Regions from separate parts of the Zea mays genome. Here region 2 is linked to region 1. Evidence: chromatin contacts called from public Hi-C data. All regions are on one chromosome and are shown on one strand. Each heading gives the region's core, a stretch centred on a gene start, on an enhancer-like site or on the middle of the called end of the contact. The rest is flanking DNA. Distances are from core to core; before and after follow the strand shown.

Region 1 (5,449 bases), core at 2,330-4,829:
ACTCCTCACCCTCGGGATTTTCCAGGAGCCGGCGCGGTATAATTCACCGGACTGTCCGGTGCACACCGGACAGTGTCCGGTGCTCCAAGAAGACGCGGCTCTGGAACTTGGCAGCCTCGGGAAATCATAACGGCTGCTCCGCTATAATTCACCGGACATGTCCGGTGTACACCGGACTGTCCGGTGTAACAGCGAGGCAACGACTACTTCGCGCCAACGGTCGCCTGCAACAGCAATTAATGCGCGCCAGAGCGCGCAGGCGTTAGGCACGCCCATGCTGGCGCACCGGACACTCTACAGTACATGTCCGGTGCGCCACCGGACATCCAGGCGGGCCTAGAAGTCAGAACACCAATGGTCGAATCCCAACGGCATTGGTGACGTGGCTGGCGCACCGGACATGTCCGGTGTACACCGGACTGTCCGGTGCACCATACGACAGACAGCCTCCACCAACGGTCATGTTTGGTGGTTGGGGCTATAAATACCCCAACCACCCCACCATTCATTGCATCCAAGTTTTCCAGCTTCCAACCACTATACAAGAGCTAGCATTCATTGCAAAGCACACCAAAAGAGATCAAATCCTCTCCCAACTCCACACAAAGCCTTAGTGACTAGAGAGAGTGATTTGTAGTGTTCATTTGAGCTCTTGCGCTTGGATCGCTTCTTTTCTTTGGCATTCTTTCTTGTGATCAAACACTCACTTGTAATTGAGGCAAGAGACACCAATTGTGTGGTGGTCCTTGCGGGAAGTTTGTTTCCCAAGTGATTTGAGAAGAGAAGCTCACTCGGTCCGAGGGACCGTTTGAGAGAGGGAAGGGTTGAAAGAGACCCGACCTTTGTGGCCTCCTCAACGGGGAGTAGGTTTGCGAGAACCGAACCTCGGTAAAACAAATCCACGTGTCACACTCCTTATTCGCTTGCGATTTGTTTTGCACCCTCTCTCGCGGACTCGATTATTATTTCTAACACTAACCCGTCTCGTAGTTGTGTTTATATTTGTAAATTTCAGTTTCGCCCTATTCACCCCTCCTCTAGGCGACTTTCATAAACAACCTCAACAAAGAGAGATTTAATTAGGCACAAATAATATCAATGCTGAAAATAATAATACACTAAAACCCAGACTGTCACGTTGTCTCAATACACCGCTATCATCATCGAGCACACAAATCCGCCCACAACAGTGCAATCACACCCAAGTATTTAATACTAGCAGATTGCATAAAATTAAACAGTAAATAAAGTGAGACAACGAATAACTCACAACACGTAGATTGTCTACGTGGGAAGACCAGCTCAGCGAACACAAGGTTCTGTCCCAGAAAATCAATTCCGCCGCCCACGTCCGGCAGGGGCGTAGACAATGGGTGGTCCGGGTGGGCCACGGCATATCCTAAGCCGGCCCACCAGCCCACCAAGATCCATATAAAAAATACTGATATATATTATATTTGCATTCTAATATATACATTTATAGACTTAAATGTTAAATCTACAGTGTTATATTTTGAACTATATACTAAATTATTATATATTAAATTAAATTATTTATAAAAAAAATTTAATGGCATACCTCATGGAAAAATTCTAGCTACGCTACTGACGTCCGGGCCTGCACGGCGGGAGGTTGACGGAGATACTAGAGCCGCTGCCGGAGCCGAGGGAGACGTCCACGACACCAGCCCGAGAAGACGAACACCACGCAGCAGGGAGCCCAGGCACCAGGCCACAGTGGACAATAATCAGAACAGACAGAGCACCACACAGGTGCACTGGTGAGACAACGGAGCGCAGGAGAACCGCGCTGCGCACAAGCAGGGCCACCTCCACCTTCTTCCACCAGCAGGATTAACACTAGAACACCAAAAATCGAAGGAATCGATCCAAACCGTGACTAGAACCGAGAGGAGGAATAGGAACAGAGAACTAGCGATTTTAGGCGAGGTGTTGAGCAGGAAGCAAATCTCCATAGTTATGGAGCCGAACTAGAGGAGGTTGCGCAGTTGACTGCCAGGAATTCGCGAGCGCCGAAAGACCAGGCTGCAGCGCGCCGCCGCCAGGAAAGCCAACTTCCTTTTCGCTACATCCTCTCTTGCTCTCACGGCATGACATTTCCGTGCCCTAGGACACGTGTTCCTGAAAGGGCTGCTCAGCCAGCCTTTCTTCCAGCCGGCTGGGTTGGGCTGCTCGGCCTTTTGGGCCTTGTAGCGGCCCAGCCTGGCTGGCCATAATTTTTTTTATTTAAATAAAGTGAAAATCATTTAAATGGACAACAAAGATATCTCATTTAATTGGGTTGTACATGTTCTAACATAACAAGTCATTAACATAATAAGTCAACAGTTTTGGACTTCCCAACATAAAATGAGCATCCAATTAAATAAATTGTTGCGATTTTATTGGGTGTTCGCCAGCGATGCCCTTTTTCATGTACAGGCCGGGCAGTTAAATAACCGTAGTGATGAGCAAATAGGAAGGTCGCGCTACTTTTGCTTTCTGACAGTCTGTTCAGCTCCTTGTCGGCTGTGGCATTCGATGCCGGATGGAATTGGCAATGATGATCATCTACATCTTTTTGCAAAAACCTCACGGTTGTAAACCACGTATCTTGCAGTTCTTTTGTCCCTATCATCATCATCAAACCCACCCTAATGATCTACGTCCACACTTGGGTCAGCATTCTAACCCTTTTGCTAAGGGTGTCGGGGTGATGTGCTTGACGAACGATAGACCATGTTCAATAATCTATCTATATATATAGTCATCCAAAATACCATTTTGTATCGTAGTTTATAGAGTGAAATTTAAATATAAATATGAAGTAGGGACAAACTGCTGGATATAGTCTTAGGGCTTGTTTGGGAGCAAGTGAAATGAAGGGGATTGAGGGTGCTATAATTCCTCACTATTTAAAATTGAATAGTGGGGTATTCTAGCCGCTTCAATCCTCTCCATTACTCTTCCTCCCAAATAAGCCCTTAGGTGCTAGCGTGCCACGCCATGGCGTTATTAGTATGGCATGTTAATCGTGCGTTGACGAGCAAGCTGGGAGGGAAGCAGATGGCACGGCCGTGCGGCTCCCGGGATTCAAATATCAAGCTTCTAGAGTGTCCGGAAGCCATACGATGATAATTGATACCGTCATTACGAGGCTGGCTCAGATGCCAGTTGATGATGGGATGACCTGGGCTGTCTAGCACGAGACGTGGATTGGGTTACGGCGTTTGCAAGGCAGGGCCAAGCACGTGCGCGCACGGAAGCTCGCGAATTGACAGCACACAGCCACTGCCACAGTACGTACAGCAACACCGCAACGCACGCACAAGCCGCGCGCGCCTCTCTGCCTGCAAAGGTCCCGTGTCCCGTCCGGCCGGCCGGGCGAAACAATGCTGGTGACGCTTGGCTCGCCGCCGGCCGCCGCGCCATGTCTCAGTGCTACTACTGTCCGTGTCCGTGGACTGCGCTCCGCACTGTGGCGGGGCACCGACCGATCCCACCCGCCGCGTTGAACGAACCCATCATCAGCGCAGCGGGGCGCGGGCATCTATTCTACCGTTCGTTCGCCGATGGATCGGATGGGTGGGTTGGTACGCTGGGCTGGGGCCGGCGCGTCGGCTGTAGGCTCTGTAGCGTAGCTTGCTTGCTTGCCGTAGTGGTTGCCGTGGCACGCAGGCCCCATCGGCCTCGCATCCTCCCCTCCCCGGGACCGGGACACCCCGCGCCCGCACCCGCGAACCATCGGGCGGGCGTCAACCACCCACCAAACTCGTTTCTGGTTGCGCTGCCCGCCGCGGGGTCGCCATCGGCGGACGCGAGCGAGCCCAATCCCTCCCGGCCTCGGCCTGCCTTCCATTAATACCCTCTCCACCGTCGCTACTGCAGCTCGCGTCGCTTCCAGATCCAGCGGGCGGAGGAGGGGGTGCGGTGCGGCCGTGACCATGAAGCAGCCGAGGGGCCGGCAGGAGCCGCGCCGGGTGGGCAACGCCGCCATGGTCGTCACCATGGTCGTCTCCCTCTGCGTCCTCACGTACATCAAGGCGCGATACTGCTCCAACCCTTTCCGTACGTCTCCGCCTCTTCGATTCCTCCTCCTGCTTCTTCGATTCCTCCTCCTGCCTGCCTTCTCCTCCGTCCATCCACTAACCGTCCCCACCGCGGGCTACGACGTTGCAGCCAAGGCGGTGGCGGAGGTGGAGGTGGACGAGGACTACGACAGCACGCGGTACAAGCTGACGGGCCCCGTGGGCGAGGAGGACTTCGACCCGTCCCGCCCCACCTGCTACAACACCAGCAAGCGGTCGGAGCGGTGCGCCGCCGTGGGCGACATCCGCGTGGACGGCAACCACTCGCGGATCTACATCAGCCCGCTGTCCCGCGAGTGGCGGACCAAGCCGTACGCGCGGCGGCACGACGCCGTGGCCATGGACGACGTGCGCGAGTTCACGCTGGTCCCCTTCGGCGGCCCCAACGACACGGCCGTGCCGCCGCTCTGCACGCGCACCCACTCCGTCCCGGGCTTCCTCTTCTCCAGCGGCGGGTTCGCGGGCAACCTGTACCACGACTACGCCGACGTGCTGGTGCCGCTCTTCGCCAGCACCAACCACCTGGGCGGGGAGGTCCAGTTCCTGCTGGCCGACATCAAGGACTGGTGGGCCGACAAGTTCCGCCCGCTCTTCCGCCAGCTCTCCCGCTACGACGTCATCGACGTGAACAACGACCGCGAGGTGCACTGCTTCCCGCGGATCATCATCGGCTCCACCTTCCACCGCGCCATGGGCATCGACCCCTCGCGCTCGCCCGGCGGCGTCACGGTGGCCGACTTCAAGCGCCTGCTCCGCCGCGCGTTCCGGCTGGAGCGCGCCGTCGCGTCGCGGTCGGGGGCGCCCCGGCGCCGGGACCGGCCCCGCCTCCTCATCATCTCGCGCAAGAGCTCGCGCCGCTTCGTCAACGAGCGCGCCATGGCGCGCGCCGCGGCGGCCGCCCGGTTCGACGTGCGGATCGCCGAGCCCGACAACCACACGGACATGCCCAACTTCGCGAGGCTGGTGAACTCGGCGGACGTGATGATGGGCGTGCACGGCGCCGGGCTCACCAACATGGTGTTCCTGCCCAGCCGCGCCGTGCTGGTGCAGGTGGTGCCGTTCGGCGGGCTGGAGTGGCTCACCCGCGTCACCTTCAAGGACCCCGCAAGGGACATGGACGTCACGTACATGGAGTACAACGTGTCGCTGGAGGAGAGCTCGCTCAGGGACCTCTACCCGGAGGACCACTTCTACCTGAAGCACCCCTACGACGTGCACAAGAAGGGGTGGGACGCCATCAAGACGGTGTACCTGGACAAGCAGAACGTCAGGCTCAACCTCACCAGGTTCACCAGGACGCTGGAGCAGGCGCGAGATCTCTTGCCGACGCCATGACTGATGATGACCTCCCCCTCTTTCCT
Region 2 (5,419 bases), core at 2,207-4,706, 270 kb after region 1:
CGAGAGCGGCCGGTTCATCTTGGACTCGTCTGGCGCACCGGACACTGTCCGGTGCACCACCGGACAGTCCGGTGCACCCAGACCGAGCAGCAGTTGGCTGTACACAGCCAACTCTTTCCCAATCTATTTTCTCCTGTTTCTAGCACTTAGACACAATACATTAATACCCAAATCAACGTACTAAGTCTAGAAACGTACCTTGTTACATGATTTGCACTTCTTCAATCTTTGGCACAATTTAACACTTAGAGAATATGTGTTGGGCACTTAATCACCAAAACAATATAGAAATGGCCCAAGGGCACATTTCCCTTTCAGTATCATCACCTGAAAAGTTATAACAAATGCAACACATTGTACGGGAGGATGTATGTAGAATACAATCCATAAAAAATGTTTCCGAAAAACACATGCAATATCCATCACTATAACTTTGTTTGCCCATGATAGAAATTATATGGATATCTCTATAATTTGGTAAGATAAAATTAGGATAGATCAACACATCCTTGATACTTCCATTACCAAAAGGGACTTGATATTAACATATCATGATATCACATGAAGCGATTGTCAAAATATTCTTTCCTTTATCCAAAGGAATATGAGAATATTTTGTTTCCCCATATATAGAGTTTGTGGTTCAATTCTCCACATTGCATGTTTCTTCCTTAATTAGAAGAATCCCTATACAAGTTTGCACAACTCAAATCAATGAGTCTTCAACTCCCTTGATGAGTTGGTTCAACTCGAATCGATGAGCTTGTTCAACTCAAATCACACGAGTGATCAACTCCAATCGATGAGTTTGTTTAACTCAAATTCATATGAGTTTTTACACTCAAATCACATGAGTGTGTTCAACTCACATCGCATGAGTTGAACCTATCACAACATCATTATGAGATTATACCAAATCTCATGCATCATTTAAATATCCATCAAAAGCAAATCATCTAACAAAGTGGTCTTCTCTTAGAAAATGAAGTGTTGTTACATGATTAGTCCAAATCACGATTTACACAACTAACCACTGTTATCATGTCAGATGGAAGATTGAAGTACACTTCATATCTTAGCTTTCATGAGTAATATGCATCTATTGGGATTTCATAAGTTCTTTTCATAAGAACAGTAAGAGAAAGAGAGCATCTCATTTCCTCCAAATTGAAGAGGTGAATTCCCATATCATGCAAAAATGAAATGAACATATCCAATGAACATTAAGGATAATTAAGCCCATCAGGCGAGTTCATCAAACTCTATTAAATTATTATCCTTCAAATGGCTTAACCATTTTATCTTGTCGCAAAATATATCATATATTCATATGTTGGAGAAATTCTGGTATCACTTAAAGTGTACCAACAGATTTTTGAAAAATTGGTGGACACAACGTAGATAATCTCCATGTCATGAAATAATGGAGTAGATCTCCCAGTAGTGGGCAAAACTTTTGTTGCCTGAAAGTATGGTCTCAGGGCTGATATATTCAAAGAACATACCGCAACCAATGCTTAGGACTCCACTACCCTGTGCTTGACCAAAATTTCAAAAATAAAATGGTAATCACCATAAAGGTGAATAACCAACATCACATCTCCAACATATCTACTTGGGAAAACACATATAGGTAATCATCACCATCTTTATGATGTAGACCTCTTATTGATGGGCAAATAACCTTTTGCTGTCTAAAAGCTTGTCTCAGGGCAAATAAATTCCAAGAACTTATTGCGGCCAAAGCCTAGATCTCCATCATGTGTTGAATAATCCCAAGTTAAATATATATGTATCATATTTTGCAAGAATTCATCATTTAATTAAGTAGTACTTAATTAAAAGAATTCTTTTAGTTGTCATTATGACTGCAGCGTCTAGCCTGGCTCCATAGCCCGCGACGCCTGCGTGGTCCGTGATCTTTTTGGGTAGCACATATAGGTAATCATCTCGAAAGATGTAGATCTCATAGTGATAGGCATTTCAAATGCGGCCTAAAACACGGTCTCTGGGCTACTAAACTTTATAAAGAATTTAGCGCAGCCAGTGCTTAGGACTCCATCACCCTATGCCTTTTCAAAAAATGCAACCTTATTTTGCATGACGACCGTTAAGTTTCGACTTAAAAATGTGCTATGTTTTAATGCTTACAGAATTGTTGTAGATCCATAGTGCTAGACAAGACACACCATCAATCAAAGCAAGAAATGATGCCTAGAGTAGCAACAGATAAAGCGTTCACGGACATCATCGCCATGTCGTCCTGTCTGAACAGATCAAAATTGCCTGAAACCGATCTCTCATTCTTCTGTGATCTCGCGAGCACAATGCTGATAATGTGTTAGAGCGCAGTGGTAACGAGACTGAGAGATAGTACAAATGACAGTTATCTTCCTTTATTGCAGAGAGGATTCTCTTATACAAGTCTAAACAGTATCTCCTAAGGGGTGTGTCCCTTGGAAATAACCGTTAGGGAGAAAGGATTTATCACGAGTACACAATATATTGTAACAATTCCGTCACCTTCGTTTCTTCTCCCATATGATTATCCTGAAGAGTATATCCATCGAACTTGTGTTACTTTTTTTATGCCATGAAGCAATCGAAAATAAATCACCAACATATATGCCCTAATAATAACTCGCCGCTCATCCGATCCGGGCGACTGCTGACCGAGCCCGGTGATTAGGCTATCCGCAGTGGTGACGGTAAAACTCAACCTCAAATATTTACAGTATCATATAGCGCTCAGAGTTGCTACAACGGGTGACTGAAAAGAGCACTGTAAGTTTTCCGAACCCCACAGTCAGCGCACGTTTCCCCCCAACTGCATAATCTCTCTCCTATTTCCATTGGTTGGCTGACAGTTGAGTGTGGGTTGAGTGGGGACAGGAGAGATGAAAAAATAGAATATATGGTAGTTGGTATAGGGTAGAGATTTAGAGTAAATATGATTGCGGAAGATTGTAGAATAGAGTAGAGAATCTCGCTGACCAGGTCCTTTTACAGCCAGCAGGTTCGGTTCTCGCTGTCACGCACGCTCCCAACCAAAGCCTGTGACGCGGCACATTCGGTCTCTCTTTCTGCACATGCTGTGGCCTGTGGGATGTCTGAGACATCCATTCATCCGGGCAACGGTGCAAGTTGAGCGATCCATTCATCCACGACGACGCGGTTGCAGCCACAGCTGGCCATGGCCTGGTGGAGTAGGCGATGCTCTCGCCTCCTGCAACAAGCAACGCGTGGCCAGCAGCCCATTAGCTTATATGACTGATTTGGCAAAGCTTATTATTAGCTTATATAAGGTGCTAAAATAACTGTTTTTATATATTATCAAGCAGGGGAGCCACTCACGATGACGTCACTGTTTTATCTAGATTTTTCTTTTCTCTACAAATTAGAAGAAAGCCGTCCATCCAATCCCAACTGGTATAACAAGATCCCGCTCATTCCCATCACGCCCATCATTTTCCGTTCTTCAATCCGTCAATCCAGTCCCCATCCCCACGGCGCCGACGACTCGGGGGCTTCCCCCCTTGGACTTGGCCCGGGTGGGAGTAGCACGTCGGGGAAGGGAAGCAAGCGTCCGCGAGTAAGGACAGAAAACCGAAGGGAGGAGTGGAGAGGAGGAGCTTGCTTGGAGCGGGTGGACGTGTGGTGTGTATATAGTTAAGCGGGCGGGCGGGCGGGCAGCCAATGCCGTCGGGCGCGCAGGGCTAGGAGCATGGGCGGAGGGGGCGCGATCGTGCACGGCTTCCGCCGCTGGTTCCACCGCCGGAGCGAAGGCTCCACCTCCAACTCCAACCAGTCGTCCCTCGCCGGCGAGGGGGAAGCGGACGACGGCTCATCCGATCTCGAGGTCATCGAGGACCCGGATCTCCTCGGCCTCCGCGCCATCCGCGTGCCCAAGCGCAAGATGCCGCTGCCCGTCGAGAGCCACAGGAAGGTGAGCGACCGACTGGACCCGCCTCCGTTGCCTTGCCTTGCTCGCTCGCTCGCTTCTGTGGACTGTGGACTGGGTGGGGGCGGGCGGACGACTCTGCCTTCCTCCTGCTGCTCCTTGACCCGCGGGTCACGGGAAATCTCTTGCCAAGGTCGGATTTTCTTGGGATCTGGCTGCTCGCGTGCCGTGCAATTTCTTGCCATGTAGTAGGACTGTAGCTGTAGGAGGGCAGGAGAGTGACTGCCTCGTTTCCTTCCGCGTATGCATTGGGGAGCTGTGCGGGTGATGCTTTTCTATTTTCGATCTGATCGGTGCTGCCTTTACTCCGATTTCCCAGCTTATGAAATAATCGTATATATATGCTCCTACTTACTGTAATAGTAGTATGGTGCTCTCGTCTTGCGCCGTCAAACTTCAGTTATTAGCTCTATATCTCGGCAATTGCTGGCATCGTCCGCGTTATACTGATCCTGTGGGGAAATCTTCTCTAAGTTGCCCACTTGTGTTTTTGATAATCTGATCAGCTGACCAGGGCACCGGCTCGGCTTCAATGAGGTAGACTTGATCTGCACCTGTACCTCCAGTTTTCCTTTGCCTGTTGCTGTTAGGGATTCGACTAGCTCAATGAGAAAAAGTCTTGTCCTCGCGTGTGTTCCTACTGAATTAGCTGACCGCGTCTTTAGTGAAAAGTCAATTTTTAGTTGGTCGGTCATGGCCCAGGGGAAAGATCCTAGCTTTATAAACTTGTAGATGCATGTCATGCGGCCATTCCATTTGATTTGCTGACGAACATCTCTCAGCGATAGGATACACTACTGTTCAGTTAGCCATAGGTTGTTTCACTACAGGTATTTTGTAACAAGTCATTCCTTGGATACTCATCATTCTGTATATCTCTGGTTAACTTCAATATGTACTTGAAATTGCGGTCTTACAGAACTCAGTAGAAATGGAGTTCTTCACAGAGTACGGAGAGGCAAGCCAGTACCAGATCCAAGAAGTCATTGGTAAAGGGAGCTACGGAGTAGTTGCTGCAGCTGTGGACACCCGCACCGGTGAGCGGGTTGCTATCAAGAAGATCAATGATGTGTTTGAGCACGTCTCGGATGCCACACGCATACTGCGGGAGATCAAGCTCCTCCGGTTGCTTCGTCACCCAGACATAGTCGAGATTAAGCACATCATGCTCCCTCCTTCTCGGAGGGAGTTCCAAGACATCTATGTTGTTTTTGAGCTCATGGAGTCGGATCTCCATCAAGTGATCAGGGCGAATGATGACCTCACCCCTGAACATCACCAGTTTTTCCTGTACCAACTTCTTCGAGCTCTCAAGTACATACATGCCGGTAAGTATATTAGCTAGTACCAACCACATGGTACCTATCCCATGTACCAAGGCAGTTTATATATTTGTCAGACTGTTGTGGTTCATCTGCTCATGGTTATCTAGTTTGTTGTTATGATATATTATGATAA

Evidence for each region. A called contact is a pair of places that touch in the nucleus more often than the background predicts.
Region 2: a Hi-C map of bundle sheath shows a contact between it and region 1, with 2.0 times the contacts expected there. The contact joins the promoter of LOC100285952 here to the promoter of LOC100284852 in region 1. A contact is called at or near these places in 3 of 25 Hi-C or Micro-C datasets (bundle sheath, ear and endosperm).

Annotation. Positions count from the first base shown.
Region 1 is chr5:60,604,334-60,609,782 of Zm-B73-REFERENCE-NAM-5.0, forward strand. LOC100284852 (glycosyltransferase) reads left to right here and starts at 3,580. Exons shown (of 2, transcript NM_001157747.2): 1 at 3,580-4,068; 2 at 4,180-5,449. The coding sequence starts at 3,945. The coding sequence ends at 5,423.
Region 2 is chr5:60,871,381-60,876,799 of Zm-B73-REFERENCE-NAM-5.0, forward strand. It overlaps LOC100285952, which reads left to right and starts at 3,457. Exons shown (of 11, transcript NM_001158841.2): 1 at 3,457-3,946; 2 at 4,881-5,289. The coding sequence starts at 3,725.